Linked DNA regions of Mus musculus: all the other regions are linked to region 1. A link is a contact called in public capture Hi-C and promoter capture Hi-C data. All regions are on one chromosome and are shown on one strand. The core of a region is the stretch at or near the end of the contact, and the rest is flanking DNA. Distances in the headings are between cores, read along the strand shown.

Region 1 (4,793 bases), core at 1,677-4,176:
GAGTCAGTCACCAACTATTTATTAACTTAAATGCCCCGTTTTTTACAAGGTCACATGGTTCAAGTATCACCCTAGTACTCCAATTTGTTTACTGTTGTGATGAAACCCAGTAAGAGAGATGACATTTTAATTTCTCACACGTTAATGAGACTCAGTGTCCCCAAAGCTGGGTTTGAGGGAGCAGCGCAGGTGTGGTAAAAAAAAAAAAAAAAAAAAAAAAAAAAAAAAAAGAGGCATCTAGATATAATCCTCAAATAGGTCAACATATAAGCCTCCCAAACCTTGAGCCTTTTGATGAAACTGTGTTGTGGTGAATGTTTAATGATATCCTAGGCCTAACAACCAGTCAGCTCACATGATCCCATTTTTCCACCCTCAGATTCTGTAGCAGCGTCCACTCTGGTCAGCAACCAAAGCTCCATCAACAATTCACAAACTTTACCACCTCCATATGCAATTCCCTTTGTCCCTCCTTTTCCTTCTCCCATGGGAAGATACTTGCATGCTTCCAATACTCCATTCCCCACAAAAATAATAACGAGCTGTAAGATGAGGGATGCATCGCGCTCGGGGACTCAATTTCTTCAGTGGAATAGTGGAACAGCATACGGGAGTTTGCAGGGCAGTAGGGCCTACCAGACTCTCTGAGGAGGGACAAGACCTGCAGAAACCCAGCGCTCCTCGCTCTCTGCAACCGTGTTTGTGCGGGTGTCCTCGCCAGACAGGCAGCCCCCGCAGAGCGGGGCTGTATGCTGACTCATTTGGGACTAAACCCTAGGATAACGTAGCTTCGGCGAGCGGAACAGGGCAGAATGAATGAAGAAGGAAGGCATGAAGAAATGAATGGACGGAGGATTCAGAGCAGGACAAAGACCTGCAAAATGGCGTTCTTTAGGACCGCGGGAGGGGCGGGCAGAACCTCGGACTGGGAGGGGGGGCGCAGCCGCCAAGGACTCGGCGACGAGGCCCTCGCCACTCAGACAAAAGCCCGGAACATGGCGGACTCTAGGACCCCCGGGTCCGCGCCGAGCAGGGCCGGCAGTCGCGTCCGCTGAGCCTGGGCATCCAAAGCACTGACCGGCGGGCACCGGGCGGGTTCTAGGACCTGCTGGGCCCGCAGCCCGCCCGAGGCCGCTCACGGCTCGCCCCGCCCGGGATGCTCGCGCCTGGTCAACTCCGTCCGCTCGGCAGCACACGTGAAGCCGGGAGCACCCCAAACCGCGTCGGGGGCCGCTGCCCGAGCCCCCGCGACTTCCCGCCGGCGTGTCCTACCTGGATCGGTTTTCGCAGGCTCCGCAGCTTTGGCGGCGGTGCCTGGCGCCGACGGAGCTCGGGACAGTCGGAGAGGGGCAGGCGCTAGGACCCGGAGGGAGGGCGGGGAGGGGCCGCCGGGCAGACGGCGGAAGTGGAAGGCCGCCTTCCTTGCTCGGGAGGAAGGAAAAACTTAGGGAAGCAGCCCCGAGCCTGCGGAAGCAGAGAAGTATCTTGCGAAGGGTTTCTGGGTGCTGAGGGGCTGGCACGCCGGGCTGATTGACGGCGGACACCCGCCAAGTCGCCGGAAGCGTCTGCAGGAGCTAGGAGGTGGGACGATGCGGAGAGGGCGCTCGGGCTTTGTGGTGCCCGCGTCCACGTCGAGTCCACATTTCCTCTAACAGCGAGGAAAGGACTCAGCGAGGATCCCTCCACGCCAGCCCTGGGAAGAAGCTTTTATGGAACCTCGTGAAAAGTGTCACCAAAGCGCCGTAGCCGGGGCTGCAGGGTCTTTCCTGTGACCGTACTGCCCGAATAAGCACGCGAAGGGTTTCAGCAGCTCTGGACGGAAGTGTGGCTTAAATCCATCCGAACGCCGCGCCGACCTGCGTGGGCGGAGCCAGAGCTGCGCCCGCAGCGGAGCGTGGGGGCTCACGCTGCCTGGGAGCTCCAGCATTCTGGAAATTGAGGCAGGAGGATTGCTCCGAGCTCGAGGCCGGCCCGGGCTGCAGAGTTAGACCCAGTCTCAAAACAACAAAAAGAAAACAAACAGTCGGGCCCACCCGGAACCTAGCGCCGGAAGCGTGTCCGTGCGGAAACACTGCCCGCGGGAGGGACAGGAAGTGTTCCCAGGCGGAAGTTTCGCGGGGAAGCATTAGCATCTAGGACACTTCCTGGTTCCTGGTAACAATAGGAAGTGTCCGCGGAACTGGGCTAGACTCTGGGTTCATACCAGCTGTCCCTGCTCCCTCTACCTCCTCCTCTCTCCCGCACCTTTCCCTCAGCTACCACTCCCGGGTACCCTGGCTGAGTGTGCGTGTGTATGGGCTCGAGAACTCTCGCACCAGCCACCACTTATGGCTCGCGGCTGCAGTTAGGGTAAGGGTCCCAGTGCGCAGGCGCGCTCCCGTTCACGACCTCCAACGGACGCGCCGGCGGCGGGAACCAGAAGGCACTCCTGGTGCGAGGTAGGGATCTAGAGAAGAAATTGGCAGAAAAGACGAGTGACTCTACAGGAATGTGATGGTGGTTGGTTAGGAAAAGGGGACTCGAGTGAAGGAGTTTTGAGAAGTGAGAATTCTGGGACCAGGCTCAGCTGGTGAGATTAGAAATAGTTGTGCTAGGGTCCCAGGAGACTAGTCAGCCCCGGAGAAAGGCCAGATGATGTGGCAGAAATGAATAGCTGCTGCTGGTTTTGGAATGAAGGTTGCCTCTTGAAGTGAGTTTATGTAAAAAAACGAGGTAACACGGCTTTGGATTTAGTGGTGTAAATGTACTTACAAGCTTATCATAGTGTCGCATGATTCTAGTCCCAGTTTGGGAAGCGAGGGCTACATAGTAAGACCCTGTCTGAAATGCCACCCACCCACCCCAAATACACTTGTGTAACAGCAGTGCTTGGCCCATGGTACTGTCCAGCCTGAGTTGCTATCATAATTTAGAGAAAAAGTAGAAGAGGGAATGAAAAGTGTTGGAGACAGCAAGGTAAGGTAGGTAGGGGATAGAAAAGGCAGAGAATAAAATGAACTTTCAACCTGAAATGGAATGGGATTAAATGTACTTAAAGGAAGTAAAACTAACGCCTAACAGGGAAACAGTGTGATGCTGAAAAGGCCAGGTTCATCCCTAAGAGGGCCTCTACCTTCTACAACACATAGGTGACCACTGAAGCCAGGTTCGTCCCTAAGAGGGCCTCTACCTTCTACAACACATAGGTGACCACTGAAGAAAGCAGCTGCTCTGCCATTCTTTTCAGACCACTCGGTTTAGCTGAAGAGTGAAGAAAGAAAGGTTGCACGTCTGTGTAAGGCCTGCCCAACAGTCGTGGCTGTCTCCTTCAATCTCAACTCTCAGGAGTCTGAGGTAGGAAAATTCATAAGTGTGAAACTAGTTTGGGCGACTGAGGGAATCCCAGAGCAGCTTGAACTTTACAGTGAGCTGAGACCATATCTCAAAAGCAAATAGTTCTGGTTCGTTGTTACAAAAACAAACACACACCTCATAGATTTTTGTTAGGTTGTCAGAATGATAGAGTGCACAGTCTGAAGATCAATAAGATCCATTATATATAACCTAAAAAACAAAATCAGTCTGTCTAGGCTCCAGATTTTATTTTCCTTATTTCTCTCAGGCTCTAGAGATGACTTAAACCTGGGGGAACATTTCTAGGAGTTTGTGCATAGCGAGGCTTTCTGAACCTCCAGACCTAAGAGAGAGCGGGTCCCTTGGCATGGATGTTTGGGGAACCTCTTTGCGACTTGCTTTAGTAACCAAGAAACAAAACTGACTCGATCCTTCCTTCTGACTACTGTCCCCCCTTTCTAGGCCTCAGCCCTTCTGCAGAGAGAATGCTGCTGCCACCTGTCTGTCCCTCCTGAGCCTCCAGGGGTTTTCTACCGCTTTGCCTCATGGAGGACATGCCCCTCTCATTCAGTTGCTCTGACTGTCAGCGCCACTTTCCTAACCTCCCAGAACTGGCACGGCATCGAGAACTGCGCCATTCATCTGCTAAGCAGGACGGGGAGGAAGCCGATGGCATCCCTCACCCCTATGGCAGTCACCCGGAGAACTTGGCCAACCATCAGAGGAACCATGAGACTCTTTTTTTCCCCTGTACCACCTGTGGCAAGGATTTTTCTAATCGCTTGGCCCTCCAGAGCCATATGAGGACTCATGCTCCTGAGAGCCACCGAAGGCACGGGCCTCCACATGCCATGGAAACCGCTCCACACCTTGGGAGTGAGACCATGGCTACTGACTCCTGGGGTCAGAGGCTTGGATCTGGGGAAGGCTGGGAAAATCAGACGAAGTTGGTACGAGAGACACATGACTGGGAATCTGGAGCTGACCCCAGGGCAGCGTCAGGGACGTGGGAAGATCCACCTACCAAACAAAGACAAGGCTTAGAAATGCAGCCAGATTCTAAAGGAGGTACGGCGGACTGGGTGCCCGCCGTCAGTTCCGAAGGAGCATCACCACTCCCCACTCCAGCGAGCAACCTTCTTAGCAATTTGGAACAGTATTTGGCTGAATCAGTAGTGAACTTCACAGAGGCCCAGGAGCCCACTGAGCCTCTTCCTACTGAGGGGGAGCGAAAGTACAGGTGCAGTGAGTGCGGGAAGACCTATAAGCATGCCGGGAGCCTCACCAACCACCGCCAGAGTCACACTCTGGGCATCTACCCTTGTTCCATCTGTTTCAAGGAGTTCTCTAACCTCATGGCCCTGAAGAACCACTCGAGACTCCATGCCCAGTATCGGCCTTACCACTGTCCTCACTGCCCCCGTGCCTTTCGGCTCCCCAGGGATCTGCTGGAACATCAG
Region 2 (4,793 bases), core at 1,401-3,900, 1.3 Mb before region 1:
ATGACTGAATTTGAGCCCTCGGTTGCTTAAAACAAATCCTCTGCATGTTTTAAATCATGGATGCTGGGGTTTTTTTTTTTTTTTTCATTTTGCAAATGGTATTAACAGAAACATTCTCTTCCAAAAGCAGCTCTATATAATAGGACCTCATGGTGCTCAAGAATATGTAGGGGACTGGCCACAGGTTGTCTCTGGGACAGCACTGCAAAGAAACAAAGCAACTTCCCTGGAAGAAACCATAGAAACAGGCTCCTCAAAGCATCTGCATACATTAGAACAAGGCAACAATCACGGAGAACCGTTCAAGCCCATATGCTACGCAATAAGGACGCTCCCTTTCCAGATCAGCCTCCTAGAGAGACACACAATGGACACAGCCAGACACAACACACCCAAACAAAACAAAGGCACACAACACACGCCAAAGCTGTCACTGCTGTACGATTTATTGTTGCTGCCACCCAAGGGCATCCGATTTATTTCCCCCACAGTTCTTTTGGGGGCTGTCTTCCTAGCTCTGCCCGTCTACCCTCTGCTTCTTGCTCCCATCTTGCCCTTTTGCTGGGTCTGGAAGGGTGGAAGGGCTCCCTCTCCAGAACCTCACTTAGGTGGGAAAGAATCAAGCAGGCCTAGGTCCTGCTTACAACTCCTAATTTCTCCAAGGTCCTGTATCCATTGCTGGGTGTGATGTCCTGTATCCATTGCTGGGTGTGATGTCCTGTATCCATTGCTGGGTGTGGTGTCTGTGGTCTGGCCTTATCTGTGCAGAGGGAAAGCAGGCAACGAAAGGGACAGAGATCAGAGTTTGACTTCCACCTTTCCTACTCATATTTGCTATTACCTTAGAGAAGTACTTGACTCTATCTGCCTCAGTTTCCCTTTCCATAAACCAAACTTCCTCTCCATTGGAAAGGCTCCATGGGAACTCCCCCCACCTCTGGTTACCAGGGAGCTCAGTCAAATACGGGTCTCATATTATTTTAGATGTAGAATAAAAATAGTGTCACAACACTATTGTTTTGTTTTGTTTTGGTTTTGGTTTTTGTTTTTTGTATTTTGTTTTTTCGAGACAGGTTTCTCTGTATAGCCCTGGCTGTCCTGGAACTCACTTCTTAGACCAGGCTGTCCTTGAACTCAGAAATCCATCTGCCTCTGCCTCCCAAGTGCTGGGATTAAAGGCGTGTGCCACCACTGTCCGGCCAACACTATTTTTTTCATTTATTGATATGCCAATGTGTTTGCATGCATGTGCGCACATGCGTATTCTCGTGTGCTACTTTGAGCATATGGAAGTCGGTGGACATTGGGGGCACAGAGGTCCTTGTACTCAAGAGAAGCACTAAGAACCAGAAGTTTTAATCATGCCGTGTGTCTCCTCAATGCAGGAGATAAAGTCAAATACCTGCATTCCACTCAGAAATCTGAGAGTGGATTTTGTTAACAACCTGGTGAGCTTTTGGCTCTGTGTGGAGTCAGACCTCCCCAGCTTTTGCTATAGAAGCCGACCTCACTCAAGTTCTCCAGAATGATAATCCCAGACTCTCCCCTCCCTAGACCATTACCCACTCTTAGGAGAGATGTCACATCTGCCTGATGACCTCCATGCTATTGGTCAGAGACCACTCTAGATTCTAGGCCTTTAGCTCTAGAACCCACCCTCATGGAGTTTCAGTGTAGTCACACCTCAAGCTTTATTGTGCTCCTGGAATTGAACTGATGGACCTGACTGTTGCCTAGAAACCTCTTCCCAAATTGTACTGTGTTTTAAATATGCTGACAGTGAACCGCCTGGCGTTAGATGCCCTGAAATCTGATCCAAGCTGATGGAATTCGGTCTGAATGGGGTTTTCATTCTTATCACTTCCCTGCCTGGACATCTATCTGCAGGGCTCCCTGGGAACACAGCTTGCAGTTGGTTCTCTCCCCTTTCATCACTCGAGTCCCAGAGATCAAGCACAGGTTGTCCTGCTTGCCTGCAAGAGCCTCTACCTGCAGCGCCATCTCACCAGGACCAGCTTTTGGCTCCCCGCTTCCCGCTCGGCACACTTAGGCCCGGCTCTCCCGACTCACCTCCAGCTCCGTCTCAGCGCCAGGCTTTTTTCCTTTCAGAGTTCTGGAACTTGGTCAGCAGCTTCCTCTCATGCCCGCCAGGGCTAGGGCGGTTGGTATTGGCAGCAGCTTCTCTCTTGGTCCGACCTTTCCGACCTCCCCCGACTGGTGGAGCAGGAGGTAGAGGAGGTGTGTGAGGTTAGGACAGGCATATAAATGGCCAGAGTGGGGCGGTCACGTCTTCACGTCTGAAGCACTCTATCCTTGCTGTTTACTCAAGTATAGAATGAGAGATGCTCACTTGTGAGTTCTTGGGGCTAAGGGAGACAGAACTCAGTAGATGAGACTAGAAGGGGTTACTTGGGAGTTGGGAATAGATTAGCTAGGAAAGGTAAACCGGGGTACCCAGTGAGAAGCAGATGGGCTGACCAAGGAGCTACCACGAAAACCTTACCGACACAGGGATGGGCCAGGCTGTACTGATCATATTCATCCAGGATTCCATCTTCATCCTCTAGGTTTAGAGGTTGCTGGGAAGGGTTGGCTGTTGGTGGCAAGGTGGCCATTATGCCTAGTCTGCTCTCTCCAAAGTCTTGCCTGTGTCTCCTTGTCTGAATGTCTGCCCTCTCCCAGTTTCTCACCCTACTTATAACGCTGTCTCCTCCCTAAACCACGGGGTTGGCCCCCGCCCTCCAAGCCCTGTCTGATGCAATCTGGCCCTTTCCCAGAACTGGGCCCATAGACAGCAGTCCTGAGCAGAGAGGAGCACCCTCCCCTCCCTCCTCCCTCACAGGACTCACCCAAGCACAGCTGTGTTTTTCCACGTGGAAAGCTCTCGCCTCAGGGGCGGAGGAAGCAGACAGGATCTGGGCACAGTCTTTGGGATATTGGCCAGGGAGAGCAGAGGGCCTCAGATAGGCCAGTCCTTCCTATCATTTCAGCCTCTGCCACAAGCCCCTCCTGGGCCTGGGTCATAGTTAGACAGACAGACAGACAGACAGACAGACACACACACACACACACACACACACACACACACACACACTGTAGTCTGGTTCAGATTCAGGAGGTAGTGGCAGCATACATACTGAAAAGGGAGGGAGGAGGGACACTGACCCACTTCTTGCTTGGTCAGCAGTTCCTGTCACACCCAAGGCTTCTATTTTTGTGAAAAGTCCCCTTCAACAGAGTCCCCAGGGACTTCTTCCTCATGCAAGATGGAGGATAGCTAGCTGGTAGAGACAGCAAATACCCTGGATTCCACACTCTGATTCCTGATCCACCTCCCTCTACCTTTCTTTCTGACAGAATCCTTCTATGGAGCCCAGGTTAGCCCTTGAACTTGCAATTCTCTGGCCTCCTCATCCTAAATGCTGGGATCACAAGTCAGCTCAGATCCAGTGTTTCCTGCTGTGTGACCTTGGACACGTCACTTTCCCTCTCTGATTGCTTCAGGTTCCCCCTTTAACAGAGGATAACTCTATCTGGCTCTGTTGGTGAGAGGTTGCAGACTCATGAGGCCTGGAAAACCTTCACAAGCGGGAACAGTGTAAGGATTAGTCACAACTTCCCATGGGTTCCCATACAGTGCCCTTGCCTTGACCCTCCCCCCTCAAAAAAAAAAAGGGTGGAGAAAAGGAATTTAAAATAAAATATTGTGTGTTGGCAAGATGACTCAATGGGTAAAGTACTTGCCACCAAGCCTGACAACCTGAGTTTATCGGTTTCCAGGACCCATACAGTATGGGAGAGAAAAATGTCCCATAAATTGTCCTCTGACCCTCACATTCCTATCCATGTACACACACAATAAATACGTGTGACTTCTAAAATTTAAATAATATATTGAGGGCAGAATGAAATAAACAGGTATTTGTGCTTTGATACCCCCTGCCTTGTTTTTTAGGCAGTCTCACTGTTTTAGCTGTGGCTGGCTAAGAACTTGCTCTGTAGGCCAGATTTGAGTCTAGTGTTGAACTCAGAGATCAACCTGCCTTTGACTCCTGAGTGCCAGGTTTAAAGGTGTGCATCACCACACCCAGCCAGTATGAATCAAGTGTGAACTAATAGTAAGCTTTTTCAGTCCATACTAGCTTCCCTTGGGTTGTTTGATAAGAATTAGTATGAATTTTAAGTTCAAATAAAAAGCATGTGAAATGAAATTTTCTACTTTTTTTTTATTTTAAAAAAAGTTTTCATACAATGTATTCTGATCAAGGTTTCTTTTCTCCAACTCCTCCCAGACCCTCCCCATGCCCCCAAATTTTACTCTATAGGAAACGAACAGGTGAATCATCATTGTCACCGTCGTCGTCGTCAGAAATATGAATGAAAAAATTAAAAAGCAGAGGCCATGCGGCTCCTGGGTATGGTGGAGAAGGTTTAGTGTAGACATGAGGGAGAGCACAAGCAGAGCTATCTGCAAGAGTCCAGAGTGAACATGGCCAGCAGACTTAACAGGGCCTGTGGGAGACAGAGAGAGAAAGAGACAGGGGGAAGAGAAGAGAGGAGGGTCGACAGAGGAACCTTGGACCAAGTGGCCAAGAGGCAAAAAACAAACAAACAAAAAAACAAAAAAACCTGAGAACCCAGAGACCAAGAGGTAATAAAAAGGCAAAGATACTAGCATAGTCATCTTATTTAGGAATCAGAGAAACTGTGGGAAGGGAGAGTTTAGGGTAGCATGTGGGGTATACCAGCCAGGACAGCTCCGTAATAGGTGCTGGCAATGCTGAGAGAGGCAG
Region 3 (4,793 bases), core at 1,390-3,889, 1.2 Mb before region 1:
CAATCCAACCTCCCCACACACCCCTGCAGAGGGACGCAGAGGAAGGCTGTGGGGTCCCTGGGAGCACTGGGGTGGGGAGGACTTGGCATCGTCTAGTCCCAAGAAAGCTAGCACCAAATGAGACTCTGGCCAAGATCCTGGCCCTCTTTCTCAGTGTCATGTGTGGGTACCATGGACCCAGGGTGAGCATGGGGCTGTGGTCCCCAAGAGGAGAGTGTGAGAAGAGTGCTATAGGATGTGTCCTATAGATTTGGGCCTGGAGGTCTGTCTGATGCCTCTAGACAGCAGCAGAGGTTTGGAAATGGCCTCTTCCGAGAGCCAACTGCTTCCTGTGTAAGGAGCTGAGCAGGGTGCAGGCCCAGCTTCAACCCGACAACCACTTCCTCTTCTCTTCTGCTTCCATCGGCCCTTTTAAGGTAAAACTTGGGGCCTATCTCCCCTTCCTGTTTCACCCCCTGAGGAGTCCAGGAGTGAACTTCAGCTGAAGAACAGCAGGCTCAGAGGGGAGGAAAAAAAAGGGTTTTGCCTCGTCTCCACCAGGGCTTACGCTTGAAGGGTCCCCAAAGTCCTCGCCAGACCTGCAGCCTTATCCTTAGCAGAAAACCCCAAGCCAAGATTTGGGGGACCTGCCCCCCTTGTTTTGTCCCCAGAGAGCTTAAGTAGCAAATGGCCCTGTCCCATTTTACAGATATCAACACAGAACCCCAGGGAAGCTGGGTCACAGTCAGCTACTGAGGACCCCACAGTCTCCATGGACAGCAGAGTCCTCCCCAGGACCATTGAGGTTCCGGAAGCTCACCTTGCCTAGGGGTAGCACCAGGAAGGCCCCTCCCCCACTGGCCTCACAGATCAGAGCCATGAACTTGGGGTTGACAGCGCAGAAGCCACTGTCCCAAGTGGTTTGTGAGACGCGCACATCCTCATAGCACTGGTCAGCCTTGGCTGGCTGTCCAAACACGTGGCGGAATTTGCTGGAGCGAACCACCTGCCGGCTCATCCTGAAGGATACAGATTGTAAACTTTTCTTTGGGTCAATCCCAGCCGCACTTTGTCATCCCCAGAGCAACCCTTGGCCTGGCCTTGAGGGTTCCAGCATGGCGTCTGAGGCACCCTGACCATGACTGACAGCTTGCTTATCTCCCTGCTTACCCTCCCCAGTTTTTCTGTCAAATTCCCAGGCACTTCAAGCCACACCCTCAATCCTGCACCATCAGCCCCTACAACAGCCTGCTATGGTGTGGCTCCAAGGGTCTGGTTCTTGACTAAGACACAGTGCCTCCTTCCTAGTGGTCCAGACAGTCTGGAGATAGGTTCCCTCCTATCGAACTCTTCTAGATCCCACATCCCTCACACAGAGCTTCCTAAAGGCAGGGCAGGGCTTCTCCCTGGCCTTCCAGCTCAGGGATGGCACACAGAGGGATGCAAGCCAGCTTGCCTAGGAAGGGATGCAGTAGCAGGATGGCTTCCCCAGGTTTCTGGCTACAAGAAGCAGCAATGGCTTGGGTCCCAGCATCTCCCCAGACCTCTGCTCCTAACCTCCGCTCAGAAAAAAAGCAGATGTTCTTCTGAGCCATTTCTGCTTCCGTTAAACTACACTCAGGAGAGGCCCACCCTGACTTCCCTGAGGTCCGCTAAGATGGTTACCCACTGTGGCTAGGCAGCCAGCTAGTGAAGCCCAGGGGCTGCCTCTATCCTGTGCCCAATCCCTCCTCCTTCCTGCTCAGTAAAGGAACCTCGGCTGCGCTGTGGAAGGCATCCTGCCCAGAGCCTCTATCCACCTCCCCAGCCTCACCCATCTGCTCTGCCTTAATGGGGGACTCAGCCCCTTCGTGCTGGGACTCCAGTCCTCGCACACCCCGGTATCACCAAGGAGGCTCCCAGGTCTATTAAAAATAAAAGCAGGTGAAGTGCCTGAGTGAAGTCTCCAAGACAGGAAGGGGACACAAGACCCCAGTGAGCAGTCTGGATTTGGGAGAAGGAAAGCCCAATCCAAGGTAGGGGCGGAAGATGTGCCCCACCCGGCCTCCTCCCCCACCCAGGTACCAAGCCCGGAAACCACGGAAAGGGGAACTTAGTCTTGTTTTGCACTCAACCCCTTCCTGTCTCAAAGCTCAGGGCAGCTACTTGGCTCACCCCACCCTGCATCCCCCACCTTCAGAAGCTCCCTCCCCGGGGCATAGGTTCTGAGCCCAGCTACGGCCGCTCCCAGGAGCCCACCTCCATCTTGGTCACGATGGTCCTTAGCCCTCACCTTGGAGCACTCTGGGACCTACTTGCCCCTTCGAACTCCCTCGTCCTCGATCCTCCTGGCGGGGCTCACAAACCGGCTCTCTGTCCCCAGCCTGGTGGCTCTGACAGCTCGCCCGCCCCCACAGTCCCACAGTCCTGCCCCCACACTGGCGCTGGCCCCACAGGTGGCCCATGGCAGCGTTGCCTGGCCCTTGTGACCAGCCCTCCCCCGGCGCCCAGCCTCACCTGCTGCGGAGAGCTGAGCGTGACCCCTCCCAAGTAGAGGAGGAAGGAGAGAAGGATGGAGGAGCTGCAGGCTGGCCACCGAGGATGCTCTGTCAAGACAATGAATGAGCAGCGGCCGTGCGCCGGCCTCCTCCGGGTGGTAGCGCCCCTTTGGGCGGAGCTCATGGAGGCCCGGCCCTTCGCTCCAGGGCTGCAAGACTGGGACCGCTCCCCATGCTGTCAGCTCCAACCCCCGAACAGATGCTGACGCGAATCAACTCTTCTTTTAATGTCAGAACGCAAAAATATCCCGTTCCTTCATCCCTCCCCCAGCCGCCCGCTGCCTCCTCGAGGTCCTTTCCCTGGCACCGGAGAAAGCTTTAGAACGGCTTCAACCAGCTTGAGAGCCTTCTCTGCTACAGGAGGGACCTCTCCTGTCGTTACCCCAAATGGATTTCTGGGAGGCCTTGGGGGGGTCATTTCTCCTTTCTAGGGATTTAGGGCTTCAGCGGGGACACCCTTGTCCTCTGCTTCGTGGCATTGAGGCCCGGAAGAAGTAAAATAACTGGGCATTATGGAGCACCTGTTCTGTGCTGGGGCTATGGAGGCAAATGAGTAGTGCTCCCCCTCTAGAGAGCTCTCGGGCCATGAGAAGAGGGAGTCGGGAGTCCGTCTGACACAGTTTAAAAGCCACTGAGTACACACAGAAGTCTGATATCACACACAGCTGGGCTGTGGTCCATTCCTGTCCCTTGAGGGGAGTGGGTTGTCACGGTAGCAAGGGCAGAGGAAGAAAGGCCTTTGCTGGAACCATTGTTGTGACTCCTGGCTGTCACTCATTTGAGTGACCTTGGGCAGGTTAATTTAATCTCAGCCCCAGTTTCCTGTCTATAACAGTCTTACCTGCCTTCGTATGGAGATGGTCACTCCAAGGATAGCTGGATTTGCATCTACAGAGTGGCAGGTATTAATTAGTGTTGGGGTCTTACAGTCAGATATGGTGGCCCACACCTGTAAATCCATTACTACGGAGGCAGAGGCAGAAGGGTCAGTGAAACCAAGGCCAGCCTGGTCCACATGTAAGCTCCAGACCAAGGCTACATAGTGAGACCCTGTTTCAAAAACCCAAAAGATGTTGGTTCTTTTCATTATTGCCATTTACCAAAGCTTTGGGCTATCCTGGGAGGAAGAGGAAACACCACAAGTGGCTCTGGAGAAGGGTAGGGGGCTGAGGCGCAGTGTCAGCAAAGCTCAAGGACACAGGTGTGCTGACAGTCATCTGTAGTCAGGAAGCTGAGGCAGGAGGCCAGCCTGGGCTACATAGCAAGACCCAGTCAGAAGAAACTCTTCTTTAAGGTAGAAGTAGTTCGAAAGAACAGAAGGGGCTCCAGTTGTACTGATTAGCCGTGTGATCTTGGCCAAGAGGCCCCACCTCCCTGAACCTCAGTTTCTGTAGGAGAGAAACAAGAAGTCCTGCCCACCTCACAGCTAACGGTGCGGTGCGTAAGGTGTAGTCTGAAGTGTTCTGCAGTTACTCAGTACAGGGTTGGATAGTGCCTGAGGCTCTGTGACTGTAGCCAGCGACTCTAGAGTCTCCAGCTAAAGTGATAACAGTAATGGGGCTGAGAATGGAGTTCAGCTGGCAGAACACCTCATAGCATGCATAAAGGCATGGCCTCCAGCATCACATAAGCTAGGTGCCGGGCTAGAGAGACAGCTCAGTGGTGAAGAGCGCTCACTGTTCTTGCAGAGAACCAGGATTTATTTCATTCCTAGCACCCACATGGTGGTTTACAAACCATCTGTAGGCATGCATGTGATGCACATACATACAGGCATGTAAAACAACCACACACATTTCCTTAGTTACTGTTCTATTGCTGTGAAGAGACACCATGACCAAGACAAGTCTTATAAAAGAAAGAATTCAACTAGGAGCTTGCTTACGGTTTTAGAGGGTTAGTTAGTCCATGATCACCTTGGGGGGCGGGGGAGGGGGGAGCCAGAAAGGCATAGTCCTGGAACAGTAGATGAGAGCTCTACATTCTGATCCACAGTCATGGAGAGAGAGAGAGAGAGAGAGAGAGAGAGAGAGAGAGAGACAGAGAGAGACAGAGACAGAGACTGGGCCTGGTGTGGACTTTTGAGACATCAAAACCCACTCTCAGTGGCACATTTCCTCCAATGTCCAATAAGACCCCACATTAATCTCAAGCACTCCACCAACTGTGATCCAAGCATCCAAACGTATGAGCCCCTCTGGGGGCCATCGTTATTCAAACTACCACAGACATAAAATAAAACTTAAAAATCTAAACCGTGGCCGGGCAGTGGTGGTG
Region 4 (4,793 bases), core at 1,658-4,157, 1.1 Mb before region 1:
GGCACTCAAAAAAAAAAAAAAAAAAAAAAAAAGTAATGGGATGGGAGCAATGGCTCAGCAATTAAGAGCATTTGCTGTTCTTCTAGAGGGTCCAAGTTTGGTTCCCAGCACCCATAATCACTGTCTTACAATCATTCATAACACCAGTTCCAGGGGTTCAGACGGCTGTTGGCATCAGACATATATGTGGTAAACAAACATATATGCAGACAAATACATTTTTTAAATTTTAAAATAAATGCAAATAAATTGAAAAAAAGAACAGCAAAGGAAAAAGAAATTTAAAAACAAAAAAACAAAAAAACAGGTATAGTGGAACATACCCGAAACCTGAGCACCAGAGATGGAAACAGGACAGAAGTCCAAGGTCCAAGAGTCTGAGGCCAACTTGGTTACATGAGACCCTAACAAGAGAAGAGAAGAGAGAGTAGGAGAAGAGAGGGGAGGAGAGGGAAGGGAAAGGAGACCATAAATTATAAAATAATCAGTGATGGGCTTTTCAGTATCTAACTTAAAACATATATTACATGTATTGGGGGGGGCACACCCCACACTTCCTGTCGAGGTCACAGGGTGTGGTTGCAGGACTCAGTCCTCTCCTTCCATCCTGTGGTTCCTGGGGATCTAGCGCAGCTCCTCAGGTGACTTTACCTGCTGAGTCATGTCACTGGCCCCTGTGTGTGTTTGTGTTTGATTTGTTTTGTAGTACTGGGAATCAAACCCAGGGCTTTGCACATAAGAGGCCAGGGTTAAACCATTGAGCAACAGCCCCAGCTCTTGGATTGTTTGTCACAGGTCTCATACAGCCCAGGCTGGCCCTTGAACTCCCTGTGTAACACAAGGTATCTTTGCATTCCTTTCCCTTCTATCTCGGTGCTATAAAAACAAACATTGTACCACCACACTAAGAGCTTTACTTTTGTTTTTATTGAATTCCTTGTTTGTTTTGAGACAATGTTTCACTGTCAACTCTGGCTGGCCTAAAACTTACTATATAGACCTGGCCTAAAACTTGCAGAGATCCACCTACCTCTGCATCCTGAGTTCTGAGACTGTTCAACTGCAAGTTCATGTAATTACATGGTTTATGTATTTGTTTTTGAGGCAGAGGCTTACTAGCTAACCCCAGCGGGCTGCTACTCTGTGTAGCCCAGATGGCCTCCCAAGTGCAGAGTTACAAACATGCATGGCCACACTTGGCTCCAAGATCCTATACCTAAGTTTTGACAGGAGCTGTGTTTAATAACCAATTTGGAAATTTCTAAAAAAGATAACCATCAGCTCCAGGACACCCGGTTCTGGGAGGTCTGTGCAGAAGGAGGGGCTGCCACCTCCTGGACGCGAAAGGAAGCTTGGGGTTGGTGTTTGGAAACTAACTTGTTTTCTTCCTCTGTTCAGGTGCTATTTTGGTGCCTTAATGAAGAATCGGATTTTGAAGTGGCCTTCAGCTTGGGAGCCAATGGCGTCATGACCGATTACCCCACAGCCCTGAGACACTACCTGGACAAGCAGGAAGAAGAGACCCAGCCTCCTCAGCCTGAGGCCCTGTCCTGTCTTTCTCTTAAAAAATAAATATTTTCTTGTCAGTAACATAGTTCATGGAACAAGGGGTTGGAGGGTCGATTCGGGAGGCTAAAAAGATGGCATTAGCGGCTGGGGATGGAAGTTGGTGGTAGAAGGCTTGCATACCATGAATGCAGCTCAGAGTTTACTGCAAGCAAGTGCACATAGCATCTTAGGAGAGATCAAGAAAGCCTGTGGTGAGCTAGGCCTAGGCTTTAACCTCAGTACTTGGAAGGCAGAGGCAGGTGGATTTCTGTGAGTTATAATGCCAGGGCTACAAAGTGAGACTCTGCCCACTGACACCCCTGCAAATAAAAGCCTGGGGGTGTCAGTAGGCTGGCCCACTTGTTCCACTACATTCCAGACCCAGCAGAGTGGCACCACACCCTGTGCCAGCTTGGCCTCCACTCTAAAGCATGCTAGCCCAAGCGTCCTGGACCTAGACTCTAGAGATTCAGAGATGAGTGGTTGTCCTGAAACCATTAAGAGACCCAGGCATATGCAAGGGACGGAATTTCCTCATGTTACTGATGTTGGGCACCTTATGTGCTGAGCTGTACTGCAGCAGGCAGGCATGGATTAGCTCGCAGGCTCTCCCACAGTACCTGCTGTCCACTTTCTGATCTCCAACATTGGAGTTCATTTAATAAATATTCCCAGTGCAGCACTTTTCAAGCCTGCCTGGTTCCTGGGACTCTGCAGTGAACACAAGTCTAAGTATACCAGACACACGATTAAACAGACATTTTCACTGGGGTCAGACCTACAGAAACCTCGAGGTCAGGCATACCAGAGAATGCCTGGAGCAGATGATGCTCAGCAGTAGAGATTTTTAAAGCGTTGGTTCCTGGGAGTCTAATAGAAGGACACCTTTAGTTCCCTTCTAACAATCTGTTCCACGTGCTTGGGAAAAGTGTGAATTCCAACTTTGACTCTTACCATCTGGATAATCTCTGGAGAGGATCTCTTCTCCAAGCCTCAGGAAACTGGTCAAATGGAGACAGTGGTCTGTGGATAAACGAAGACAATTACGACTATTTCCCAGGGGTTTGCATACAGATAACACGCTCTTATTAGCCCCATGCCGGGTTAGGATCCTTGTCTCTGAGCACCCGAGATAGCAGAGCAGCAGAGGTGCAATCACGCCCGGGTTAGCCTCTGGGTTAGGCTGCAAGTCGTAGCCGCATTTCCGGGCGAGACGGCTAGCGGGAGCCCGGAGCAGGGGGAAGGGCAGCCCAGCCTGCGCTGGCCGCCGTATGACGCGCCCCCTCATTTGCATGAGGCGCTCCGATTGGCCACGAAGGCCGCCGGGACAGGAGGCCGGCCCCCTCCCCCTCCCGCCGCAGCCGCGGCAGCAGCTGGTCTCGGTGTAAACAAGTCGAGGCGGCTGTGAACCGGGCCGGGGGGGACGGCGCCCATCAGGAGCGCCCCCCACTCCCAGGCCAGGCCACCCCGCGGACCGGGCCCTCCACGCGCCCAGGCGAGGTGAGGCCTGGACCGACGTCTCTGCGCGTTGCCCCGCGCCCCCGCCCCGCAAGCGAGGACTGCCCCTTCCCCCGCGCACGCCCCCATCCCCTCGCCCCAGGTGAGCCCCGGGGTCTCAGGTAAGGCTTGGCGATGCAGGTAAGATTCCCCTCGGCGGAGATGAGGCTCAGCGCCTGCAGGTAAAAACCCCTCCTCTCTCTAGGGGACCCTCTTCCTTTGGGGAGGCCTGCCTCCTCCAGGTGAGAGACCCTTTCCCCAAGCGAACTCCATATACCCCACATTTGCCCTATCACTAGTCCAACTAGGGTCCCAAGGACCAGTCAGTTTCTGCCCCCCCCCCCCATTCCTCAAAACTGAAAACTGGCAGCCCATCCACTCTGAAGCCCCTTCTTCACGTTTCAGATGCCAGTTCAGATGCCAGCTCAGCAGGGGTGAGGCCAGAAGCTGGTGGGTGACTCACCTAGAGCTCCTCCTAGCCTCAGTTTACCCGCTGATGCAACCTGAGGCCTCCTCAGTGAGTCAAAACTGAGATGACTCTGGTCCCTGGTGAGACTGCTGGCTCTAGGGAAAGGAGAGAGCAGCCAAGTGTGACAGAGTCCCCATAGTTCTGGGCTTGTCTACATGTGTGTGGCCTTAGTCCTGATCGTCCACCTCTCCTTCCTGGCAGGCACTGGGCTCCCTCTGCTCCCCGTGGGCCGCTCCCCGCGTGGGGCCACTGCCCTTGGCCCCCGCCATGGTGCGGATTTCAAAGCCCAAGACGTTTCAGGCCTACTTGGATGACTGTCACCGGAGGTATAGCTGTGCCCACTGCCGTGCTCACCTGGCCAACCACGACGACCTCATCTCCAAGGTAAGCAGGTCACATTTTAGTCTAGAATGGCAATGGGCTGCCTGGCAACTCCCCACCAATAGCCCTAACCCCCTCCTCTCGTCTCCCCACTACCCTCCAGTCCTTCCAGGGCAGTCAGGGACGTGCCTACCTCTTCAACTCTGTGTGAGTATTCATCTCCTTCCTTTCTTTTCCTGACCTCTGTTGTGACCTGTGACTCCCTGGTATGCTGATATTCCCAGAGTCCCTTGTTTCTGACAGGAAGCCATGATCAGGCTCCTCTTAGAGGCTAAGACCAGACACTTAACATACTAGCTAGAGGGTGGCTCTGGGCTGCTGAGACCCTCCCTGGGACTACCCTTTGTCCCCACAGAGTGAATGTGGGCTGCGGGCCAGCAGAAGAGCGGGTGCTGCTGACAGGTCTTCATGCTGTCGCTGACATCCACTGTGAGAACTGCAAGACCACTTTGGGCTGGAAATATGTGAGTTTGAGATCTCTGACCCTAGGCTGGCCTTTGACCTAACCTCATCCCTTCTTCCTTAAAAGTATCTGCCTTTGCCTTTCAGAGTACCAGTGGCCCAGCACAAACTGGCTTTCTTTCCCCAGTGACTGGCGTTTGTCCATTGCAGGGCTTTGAGGGTGTTCTCTTCCCTCGAAGGATTTGCACCCCTGTCCTAGATGATTAGCATCATGTAGAATCACCATTTATCAATTGCTTATCTGCCATGCATGTGAACACATGGCACATAGTCTCTCGATCATTACAGCTATTCTGGTGGCAGAGTCTGTTCCAGAAGACAAGGAGGTCTGAAGATGCTAGGACATTTGCCCAAGATCACACAACTAAGACTCTGTAGCAATGTGGAAACTAGGTCCCCAGATCTCTGCATAGCTCCTGTCACTTCTGATGCTGTC
Region 5 (4,793 bases), core at 947-3,446, 1.1 Mb before region 1:
GGAGCTGTTCTCTGGAACAGAACACTTGCCTATGGACAGAGGGTGTTTTCTTGGGATCAGAGCCAGGTCCGGCCCACATTTGGCCATGTTACACCCAGTCTTAACTACCTTGTACAGAAGTCCAGACTACCGACTGGGCTGGGTGTGGTGAAGTCCTGACTCTGGGCTGGGCATGGTGGCGTGCACTTTTAGTACCAGTACTCCAGAAACAGAGGAGCTTTGTGAGTTCAAAGACAGCCTAGTGTGCACAGCAAGTTAGTTCCCAGACAACCAGAGCTACGTAATGAAGGAACTCTTGTCTCAAAGACAGAGAGAGAGAGAGAGAGAGAGAGAGAGAGAGAGAGAGAGAGAGAGAAAGGAAGCAGGCCCTGATTATGTACTGGGCTTATGGGCTTGTCACACAAATCATCTTTCTCCCGCCTATTCACTTATTTCACCCTATATTCACTTATCTTTCAAGTACCTTTCATCACCAGAAACAATCTGATACTATGTTGCTTTTAGTTGTCTGCCTATGACTCAGTACCTGGGACAGTGCCTGGCCTAGGGTTACTGCTCAGTAATGAATGTGCTGACTGAAGAAAATGAAGGCCCAGATCAGACGGAGGTCGGAGGGAGCAATCTGGGGTAAGAATGGAACTCACAGCTTCACTGAGATGAGGACAGCAGGCATCCAGGCAGTGGGTGGGACTGGGCAGAGGGAAGTCACAGGCTTCTGCACAGCTCCAGCAACAGTCTTGGGTCTCGGAGGCACCTTGTTTCCTGCAAGGGGAGCTGCAGTCTGTGCAGCAGCCCTGGGCCTAGGAGATGACAAGACTCAGGATCTGGGCCAGACATCGGGGAGGGGACAACTCTCCACTTTAATTTCTGGAGACGGGCAAGACAATGGTTAACCGGAGTCCAAGAGGAAGACTCCCCTGCTCCCACGGAAAGGACAGCTGCTCTGACTAAATGACAAAGGTGTCCCAAGATAAAGACCTGCAGGTGAGGGGCCCCACTAATCACCAGGTTCCTCTTCCCCAAGGCCTACCCTCTCTTCCACACCAGGCGCCTCACCAGCAGACAGTGCCTAGTCAGCAGCACTAGGCCCAGCAGCAACAAATAGATGCCCACCGCGATGAAGACGATAGCAGGGGTGGGAAGTTGCAAGGAAGGGCCGATGGAAGCCGGGGCTGGATTCCACGGGCCAGGGGAGGCCTGGAGAAGCACAGAGGAAGCCGTGAGCAGGAGATGAGATGCCAGGAGGGATGCAGAACTAGATGAGAAGGCAATAGAGCAACACCCTGACTCCCCAGCCTGTCCCCCTGACATCCTCACTCACGATCCTGGACCTGCCATCACTTTAGAGTCATCTGGGAAACACTGCTCTTTGGGGAATACTTCTCTACACAGAGTTTTGAATCTGACTCCAGCATAACAACCTTCCAATCCTTCAGCTCTCAGCCTTGGCCCCTCTTCCAATTTGCTTCTTTCTGCACCAGCTGCCCGGGCATCTCCACTCAGAACAACGTTTATTTCAGGGGCAAAGCTTCCCCACCCCAGCCCCTGGCTACGCCTCTACCCCCACCCCTTATCCCGCAATCACGATGAAATCTAAGCAGTTCCCAGAGGTTCCCTCCTCGCTCTGGCTCCTGGGCCTCTGTACTGCTGTCTGAGTGCTAGTAAAAACTGTCTTGCTAGGAATCCCAGAAACGTGCCACCTCAGGGGGGAAGTCCATCCTGGGCACTGTCTCCCAGCTCTTGTCCTAAGCCAGAAGACTTTTTATTGGATAGAAAGCCCCCCCCCTGGTCCGAGCTCAGAGGCGGATGAGCACAGAGCACTGGACTCACGTCCATGGGGCTGGGCAACGCCAGTCTGTCCAGGAGCTGCAGAAGAGAGAAGATTCTGGGCTCAAAGATCGAGTACCCTTAATCCGGGGTACCCAATCTCTTTCTCTCGTTCTGCGTGGGAAACCTGAGGCCCACGGATGGAGACTGGACAGGCGAGGATCAGGAGAGCCAGCGCCTTCCCCTCCGGCCGGGCCACGCCCTCCCTCCACGGCCCCCAGGTTCCTGCTCCCTCGGACCACGCGGCCACAGCACATACAACCATCGACGGCGGGCAGTTTACAGATCCCGCGCCGCCTAAGGTCCGAACCGCCAAGGCGCCAGCACCGCCCAGAAGGTTGGCGCTGCTTCTTGCAGTTGCCATGGGGACCGCAGTACTGCGACTACGGCAGCCGCAGAGATCCAAACACTGTATTCCCGCCTCATTGGACTGGCCCTGCCTTCTTCGACCCTAGGTAATCGCCAGCTCCCAGCTTTCCCTCCGTAACTAGACAGAAATAGCACGCTTCTCGCCACCGCTGGCCCTGGAGAGATGCTGGTCGAATGCTGAAGGTCGTAGGAGACAGGCTGGGTCCACTCCCTCTTCTGCAAAGGAAGAACTGCCTGCCTCAGACATACTGTGTTTTTAAACTTTACTTTCCAGAGAGGAACCAGAGAAGAATTAACTGGAGACAAGGAGGACAACTCCCCTGCTCCCTCGAAAAGGACAGATGCTCTAAATGGCTTGCAAGTGAGGGGACACACTATGCACCACGTTCCTCTTACCCAAAGCCTACCGTTTCTTCCCTCGTTAATTGTATGGAAAGAATCAATATTTTTCAACCCGTCTCACTTCAACAGCATTACTCTCTGCTCCCCTCAACCCCCGCTTTTTGCAGTTTTCTTTAAAAAAAAAGATTTATTTATTATATTTATATGAGTACACTGTAGTTGTTTTTAGACATACCAGAAAAGGGCATCAGAACCTATTACAGATGGTTGTGAGCCACCATGTGGTTGCTGGGAATTGAACTCAGGATCTTCTGAAGAGCAGTCAGTGCTCTTAACCGCTGAGTCATCATCTCTCCAGCCCTTGCATTATTTTCAAAGTGATTTCTGTTAGGGAGTAGTTTCCTGAGCTCAGCCATCTCAGGACTGAGTTCCACCTGGATGGCAGAATCAGAACTTAACTCATGTTCCCAGGCCCCAGAACTCAACTCCTACCCTGCTTCCTCAGATGTTTTGTGTTTGTCTGTTAAGCAGTGAAGGATGCAGAGAAGGAAGATACTGTTATCTCCATTATCTAAACTAAGGCACACAAGCCATAAGGCACACAAGTAAGACATGTGTTACTAGTCTTAACTGACTAGTTCAACTTGCCCACTCCTTTGTTCCCTTATCATTTCAAGATTCCAGACCAGAGTCCAGGAGGAGACCAGGCTGCAAAAGCTGACGCGAGGATCTGAAACCAGATGACCCGGGAAAGGCCCAGTCACCAAAAGTGACCTCCTTTTTTAACCCTTTATGTCAAAATATAATTGGTCAATGCAAGAGTCTACCCTGTTACCCGTCACTTTTTGTTCCCATCCTATAAAAATATTGTAGAAATATTGGACAGTCTCCCTTCAGGAATTCGGATCAGATCCGGAGCTGCCCACCTCCCTCAGCGCTAAGAAAATAAAACTTCCATTTTTAAGCTTCCGTTCTCTAAAGTGAGTTTTCTCAGCTTCCGTTCTGAACCCAACAATTTTTTTTCCTTCTTTTTTGTTTGTATTTTGCTTGCTGAGACAAGATCTCATTCTGTAACTCAGGCTGTCCTGAAAGTCACGCTATAGTGTAGCTTGGTCTGGGCCTCACCCTGAGTGCCGGATGGCAGGCATGAACAGCCGGGTCCTGTTCACACCCGATCACACCACCGACTGCAGGAGAAAACTGCTTTCCAGACTTGGCACCATCCACCCTGACCATCCTGTGGTTTCACTCCAGAGCTCCAAGAGTAAATCGAGGGCTGGTGAGATGGCTCAGTGGGTAAGAGCACCCGACTGCTCTTCCGAAGGTCTGGAGTTCAAATCCCAGCAACCACATGGTGGCTCACAACCATCTGTAACAAGATCTGACGCCCTCTTCTGGAGTGTCTGAAGACAGCTACAGTGTACTTACATATAATAAATAAATAAATCTTTAAAAAAAAAAAAAAGAGTAAAGCGAATTTCTTTCCCTCCTGCTACCATCCTATGGAAGGCCAGGACATATATGCGAATATAAACAGGGTTAGGGTTAGGGTTCTCGTCCCTCCAGCCTGTGCTCGGCTCCGCCCTTTCAGACTGGTTGCATACTCCAGACCATCGGTGCTGAGTTGGGTTCTGCGCTCCCCGGCCTCATCACAGGGTATGGACTTCTCTGTGTCTGCCTGGCCCCTCCTCGGTCAGACTGCTAGTGCTGGGCTGTTTCTGATTTCTTTCCACAGCCCAAGCCTTTGACACCACCTAGAAGACAATGCTCACTGATTTGATGAACCACTCAAATCCAAATCCGACTCTGCTGGCCGATGAAGACATTCTGTTCCCTTGGTGTCTTCCAATATCCTCAGCTTTCCTAACCTTTCTGGCTGTCCACGTGTGCTTGTGCATGCATGTACATGCACACACAGAAACACAAGTGCAGAGGAGGCCTGGGACACAGTGTCACCACCACTCGCCTCCTCCTCTCCCAGGATACACTTACCATGGCTGGGTCCCCAGAGCTTCTTTTTTGTTTGTTTGTTGTTGTTTTATCTTTTTTTTTTTTTCAGGACAGGGTCTCATTATGCTGCTCTAACTGTCTTGGAACTCACTCTGTATACCAGGCTGGCCTTGAGATCTGCATGCCCGAGTGATGAGACTCTCAAGTGATGAGACTAAAGGCATAGGTTGCCACCACCAGGCCCCATGGGCTTTCTGTTACTGAAAAGAAAGCTAGAGAGATTGTCAGGGTCTGTGCCTGAAGGG
Region 6 (4,793 bases), core at 1,594-4,093, 1.0 Mb before region 1:
TTGTGTAGCCGTATGAACTCATGGTTCTCCTGCCTGTACCTCTCAAGACGGGCTGGGATTAAAGGCCTGTTCCACCAAACTTTGCTTCACAACCCACCCCCTTTTCTTTGAAACATAGTTTCATTTAGCTAGGTTGAAACTTATATTTAAATTAAAAAAAAAGAGTTACGTTTACTTATTTGTGTGCATATGGGCACACTCACGTGGAGGTCAGAGTACAGCTGAAGAGAACCTTGTCTCCTACAGTGTAAGACCTGGGGATTGAATTCAGGCAGTCAGGTTCAGCAACAAGTGTCTGTGCTCCTCAACAAGCTATCTCAAAAGAAACTAGGTGTGGGCTCAGGAGCTAAGAGCACAGCACTGGCTTCTCTTGCAGAGGACCTGGGTTCAGTTCCCGGCACTCGCTTCACTGCCTACAACTGTCTGTAACTCCGTCAGCGCCCTCCCCGACCTCAGAAGGGACTGTGTGTGCAGGGCAGGCAGGCAAAACACCCATGCACATAAAATAAGTATGTTAAAAAATAAACCACGCAGGTGGGTGGGCATGTGGCACAAGCATGAAACTCTAGCACCGGGGAGGCCTGGTTAGGAGACTATGAGTTCAAGACCAACTAGAGCTACAAATGAAGACTACACCTCAAACAACAACAGCAAAACGCTATAAAGATTATGAAACTACATAAAATACAAAATGTCATGCTCACAAATAAAAATTCTAATAAAACACGAGTTGTTTTGTTTCCTAATATGCTGGCTGTGGCTGCTTTCACATGAGCCATGCAGTTTTTGCTTCAATGACAGTATTTTATAAAGTAAAATATTTTCCTGACTCTTTGCAAAGGAAACCCAGCCTGTTATTCTGCAGTTACTGCCGTCTTTAATCCTCGTCAAGCTCTAGCCAATCACTTAAAATTCTAGTTTGTGGTTTGGAGAGATGGTACAGTGGTTAAGAGCCCGACTGCTTGCTCTTCCAGAGGTCCTGAGTTCAATTCCCAGCAACCACGTGGTGGCTCAAGGCCATCTGTAATGGGACTGGATGCCCTCTTCTGGTGTGTCTGAAGACAGCTACAGTGTACTCATATACATAACATAAATAATTCTAAAAAATCCTAGAAAACCACTTTTCTTCTCAATACCATTAGTGTGTTTGTGCAGATACCTACATGCTATAGCGAGTGTTTTGAGATTAGTGGACAGCTTTCAGGAGTTGTTAGTCTCCTTTGTTCTTAAAGATTGGGCCTCAGTAACAAACTCTATGCCTCTGCCTCTGGCATGCACTACAGGAATGGCTACTACTTTTATCTTTCTAGTTTACTTTTTCACTTATTATAGACAACTGATAGAAATGACAAGCAGCCAGAGGCTTCCTTCATTTTGCCAGCCTGTGTCAAGCACAGTACCTAGAACACAGTGGATAAGGAAATACTTGAAAATCCAGAGGCGTGGTGTGTTCTTTGGAGGCAGAGGCAGGCGGATTTCTGAGGCTAGCCTCAGGCTAGCCTGGTCTACAAAAGGACTACACAGAGAAACCTTGTCCAATGGGGTGAAAAAAGACAAAACAGGAAGAAGGTGACAGAAGGCAGCAACTAGGCTTAAGAACCATTGGAGGGGCCTGCATCAGCTTCCGGACCCTAGGAGGGTGGACCTAGGAACACGTGTTTCAAGGGCCAGTATCTCATATCTTCCTAAAAGTGGTCATGACTTTGCTCACCAGAGGAGTCTTCATCCACGTTCTCATACTGCAGAAGTCGATCTAGAAGGAAACTGAGACAAGTGGGAAGGAGGGTGGGTATCCCCATTTTGGTGGTCTTGAGCCCTACCTAGTCCCTCCTAGGAGACCCACTGGATCCTCCTAAGACTGCATGCATTTGGGATCCTGTTCCGGGACGGCGTAAGAACGGATTCCCTGGGAGTTAACAGTGCCCTCGTGCCCACAAGATGCCTTACCTCTTGTCTCGGGAAACCTTCAGCAATTTCCTTTGCGCCTTTCTGAGCTCCTCCTGGAAGCACTCGTGCTCCTGCGGCGGACAGGGCGGGTGCTGAGCCAAGAGCAATCCATAAAAGACCCAGAACCCGGAGACATCTCTCCCTACTCACCCCCTTTACCACATGGGTAAACTGAGGTCCTCTCCGAGTTAGGCCTCACACTCCACAACCGCCCCACGCTGGCACTCACGTAAATGAGGAACTTGAGCTTCCGCTTCAGATTCCTGTATTTCTTTTTGTAGTCCACTTCGCCGTCCGCTGGTCCGTTCATGACCCGCCAGGGAGAAACGCCCCGGAGTAGAGTCCCGCTACCCAAGTCCGCCCGGCCTCTCACACCTCCACTTCCGGAGACTTTGCAACGCCGTATGAAACGGACTACAACTCCCAGCGTCCTCCGCGCGCGGGGAGCGTAATCACACCGCCCGCCCTCCTGGGGGAAGACCCGAAAGGAACGCTGCTTCCAGTGGCTTCGCGGTGAGCTGAGGTCACAGAGGAGCTGGACACTGGGGGGGCACAATTATTGATTGTAAACTGTTTATAAAGATTTGGAACCAAAAGAATATAACCAGAAATTCAGTATGTTAGCGAGAATACCGTCTCCCTTCTGCCTTTCGAAACAAGCGACCTAATTTGTTAATCCCGACCACAGGGATTGATTGAACTGATTACGTTATAAAGACTGCCGGCGCCGAACCGGCTTCTAGCGAAAATTTTAACACGTAGTTTTAGCAAAGAGTCGAAACCTCGCTCAAGACCCACCAGCTGCTCAGGAAAAAGCAAGGTCGGCCAAAGTTTTCCGTCTCAGTGCTCCACATCGGAGGCTCAACGGTCCCATTCCTCACGAAGCCGCCGCACTGCGCGTGCGCAAACTACTGTCGCTCGGGAAACCAGCCTTGAAGAAAAAAAGGCGGGAGCAACCAATCCCTGGTGACGCAAAATGGCGCCGGGAGATGAGATGCGAAAATTCACTCGCAGCTTCTTTCGAGCTTGCCCGGACCTCAGGTGCATAGAGTCTGGGTATTAGAGTCTGGGTTGTGAAGGGGAGGGGTTAGGCTGGAACTCTGTCATGACACGTGTCTCTGTAGCTCGGTTACGCACGCCATCGTGCGACAGAAATTTTTGATTCACGTGGGTCGGGATCATCTTGAACCTGAAGAGAAGCAGGCGTTGAAGCGGCTGGTGGAGGAGGAGCTGCCGAAAATGCAGGTGTGGGTCTAACCCTGGGCCAGCAGAGACAGGGTTTGTTGCTGAGGGGTTGGGGCAGGGCATCTTGGTTCGGTTTGCCCTCATGCTGCACCCACAGGCGGATGCTGGTACCAGGGAAGGAAAGCCAGACTTTATCAAAGTGAAGAGGTCTCCTGCTCCCTGCAGTGACCCAAAGAAGAAAAGGTTCCGCTTTAATTCAGAGTCAGGTTAGTGCCTTCTTCCCTGTTTATCTGTCTGTGACTCCAGCATCATTGGTTTCTTCAAAAGGCGAGGCGCATGTATTAATTGCAAGGCTGGGGCTTGGGGGACAGTGAGTCAGGAACCAGCTGGGGCCACAGCTGTGGTGCTTCTTGCTGCCCTTCACTCTTAACCAGAGTAGATCTAGAAGCATCCTATTCTAGATGGAAGGAGAGGGAGGAATCCATCCAGTCCCATCCCCATGTTTCAGAATCCAGCTCTTCACCATCCAGTCCAGATGGCTCAGGACCCTCAACAAAGAACAGGACAACCAAGAAGACATGTCTAAGAAGAGCCTTAAAGAAAGCAGTTGAGAGCACAGATGAAGACCACCAAACAGACCTGGATGCAAAGATGGGATTGGAGGAGAGCAGTGAGGGGGAAGCAGAGGGCTCTGTTAGATCAGGTAAGGTCACCGAGGAAGAGGAGGACATGAAACAAGAACAGAAGGGCCAGGTTAGAAAGCAAGCTGGGGCCAAAGACAAGCAAGTACCACTCAAGGCAGACAGGAAGCAGGTTAGGGAAGAGAGTGGGAGCAGTGAGGAGGAGGCTGTGCTGCAGAGAGCAAAGGTGGAGGGAAGCACAGGTGCTAACTGCCAGGAGGAGAGTGAAGAGAGCGGAGAGGAGAGCCCAGCTAAGAAGAAAGAGCTTAGTGAGCCCAGATCCAGAAGTAACAGAGCAGAGAGAACAGCCAGGGAGAGAAAGAGCTATAAGCAGAAAAGCAGGCCTGGGAGGCCAACTGGAGGCTTGCGAGACAGCGAGGCAGAGAAGGAAGGGGGCACAGTGGGCAGTGGGGACAGCAGTGAGGAGGGGGAGGCAGAGAAGGAAGGAGGCACAGTGGGCAGTGGGGACAGCAGTGAGAAGGGGGAGGCAGAGAAGGAAGAGGGCACAGTGGGTAGTGGGGACAGCAGTGAGGAGGGAGAAGAGCACTCGGTGAAGAGAAAGAGCAAGGTCAGGACCCAGACCGAGAGTGGGAGGAGGCAGAACACAAGCAGCAGGGATGACAGTAACAGCACACAGGAGCAAGCAGCTGCTCAAGGCACTACAAAGTCAGGCAGCCTAGGCAGCAGTAATGGTGACAGTGACACAGAGAGGGAAGTGAGTGACTCCCAGGCAGGACAAAACACCAAAGAGGAGAGGAAGAGCCGCTCTTCCAACAAGAGCTCCAAGAACGGCCAGGCCCGAAGTTGTTCATCTTCATCAGATTCGAGTCCAGAACCCACAGGTCAGAAGGGCAAGGCCCGAAGTTCCTCATCTTCATCAGATTCAGGTCCAGAACCCACAGGTCGGAAGGTGAGAGGACACACCAGGTGGGTGGGATCCACTCAGGAAAAGGGACTTCAGCTGCAAACTCCTTATTAGGC

The links. Promoter capture Hi-C pulls out the DNA fragments that hold promoters and counts their contacts. Capture Hi-C pulls out chosen DNA fragments and counts their contacts.
Region 2: a promoter capture Hi-C map of liver shows a contact between it and region 1, with 2.8 times the contacts expected there. The contact joins the promoter of Nupr1 here to the promoter of Zfp646 in region 1. A contact is called at or near these places in 2 of 39 promoter capture datasets (liver and neutrophils), 1 of 115 datasets of contacts at active chromatin or transcription factors (pancreatic cancer cells) and 1 of 9 other capture datasets (liver).
Region 3: a contact with region 1 is called in a promoter capture Hi-C map of pre-B cells, with 3 times the contacts expected there. The contact joins the promoter of Coro1a here to the promoter of Zfp646 in region 1. A contact is called at or near these places in 4 of 39 promoter capture datasets (liver, neutrophils and pre-B cells), 2 of 484 Hi-C or Micro-C datasets (B cells and the CH12 cell line) and 2 of 9 other capture datasets (adipose tissue and macrophages).
Region 4: a capture Hi-C map of macrophages shows a contact between it and region 1, with 4 times the contacts expected there. The contact joins the promoter of Ypel3 here to the promoter of Zfp646 in region 1. A contact is called at or near these places in 1 of 39 promoter capture datasets (pre-B cells) and 4 of 9 other capture datasets (adipose tissue, liver, macrophages and 1 more).
Region 5: a contact with region 1 is called in a promoter capture Hi-C map of liver, with 5 times the contacts expected there. The contact joins the enhancer-like site here to the promoter of Zfp646 in region 1. A contact is called at or near these places in 6 of 39 promoter capture datasets (fetal liver, hematopoietic stem and progenitor cells, liver and 2 more), 1 of 115 datasets of contacts at active chromatin or transcription factors (pancreatic cancer cells) and 1 of 9 other capture datasets (adipose tissue).
Region 6: a promoter capture Hi-C map of adipose tissue shows a contact between it and region 1. The contact joins the promoter of Ino80e here to the promoter of Zfp646 in region 1. A contact is called at or near these places in 1 of 39 promoter capture datasets (erythroid cells) and 2 of 9 other capture datasets (adipose tissue and liver).

What each region holds. Positions count from the first base shown.
Region 1 is chr7:127,874,775-127,879,567 of GRCm38.p6, forward strand. Zfp646 (zinc finger protein 646) reads left to right here and starts at 2,927. Exons shown (of 3, transcript NM_172749.4): 1 at 2,927-3,333; 2 at 3,796-4,793. The coding sequence starts at 3,879. Zfp668 (zinc finger protein 668) reads right to left here and starts at 2,062. Exons shown (of 3, transcript NM_146259.4): 1 at 1,273-2,062.
Region 2 is chr7:126,622,820-126,627,612 of GRCm38.p6, forward strand. It overlaps Nupr1 (nuclear protein transcription regulator 1), which reads right to left and starts at 2,651. Exons shown (of 3, transcript NM_019738.1): 1 at 2,504-2,651; 2 at 2,071-2,214; 3 at 427-760. The coding sequence starts at 2,615. The coding sequence ends at 2,084. All of the region lies in intron 1 of Gm39087 (a long non-coding RNA gene), which reads left to right.
Region 3 is chr7:126,702,177-126,706,969 of GRCm38.p6, forward strand. Coro1a (coronin, actin binding protein 1A) reads right to left here and starts at 2,640. Exons shown (of 11, transcript NM_009898.3): 1 at 2,476-2,640; 2 at 800-998. The coding sequence starts at 997.
Region 4 is chr7:126,774,056-126,778,848 of GRCm38.p6, forward strand. Ypel3 (yippee like 3) reads left to right here and starts at 2,908. Exons shown (of 5, transcript NM_025347.3): 1 at 2,908-3,048; 2 at 3,716-3,898; 3 at 3,999-4,042; 4 at 4,251-4,359. The coding sequence starts at 3,782. It overlaps Gdpd3 (glycerophosphodiester phosphodiesterase domain containing 3), which reads left to right. Exons shown (of 10, transcript NM_024228.2): 10 at 1,399-1,590. The coding sequence ends at 1,572.
Region 5 is chr7:126,807,040-126,811,832 of GRCm38.p6, forward strand. No RefSeq gene overlaps it. Among named protein-coding and RNA genes, the nearest start is that of Aldoa, 10 kb to the left of the region's middle. Within about 2 kb of position 2,197, at least 312 of the 459 cell types and tissues checked have an H3K27ac peak or open chromatin away from gene starts, as enhancers often do. A contact at or near this core is called in adipose tissue, fetal liver, hematopoietic stem and progenitor cells and 3 more, where this site is marked.
Region 6 is chr7:126,859,529-126,864,321 of GRCm38.p6, forward strand. It overlaps Ino80e (INO80 complex subunit E), which reads right to left and starts at 2,844. Exons shown (of 8, transcript NM_001370765.1): 1 at 2,746-2,844; 2 at 2,177-2,489; 3 at 1,948-2,018; 4 at 1,712-1,764. The coding sequence starts at 2,801. Hirip3 (HIRA interacting protein 3) reads left to right here and starts at 2,444. Exons shown (of 7, transcript NM_172746.3): 1 at 2,444-2,988; 2 at 3,072-3,192; 3 at 3,290-3,398; 4 at 3,641-4,722; 5 at 4,792-4,793. The coding sequence starts at 2,924.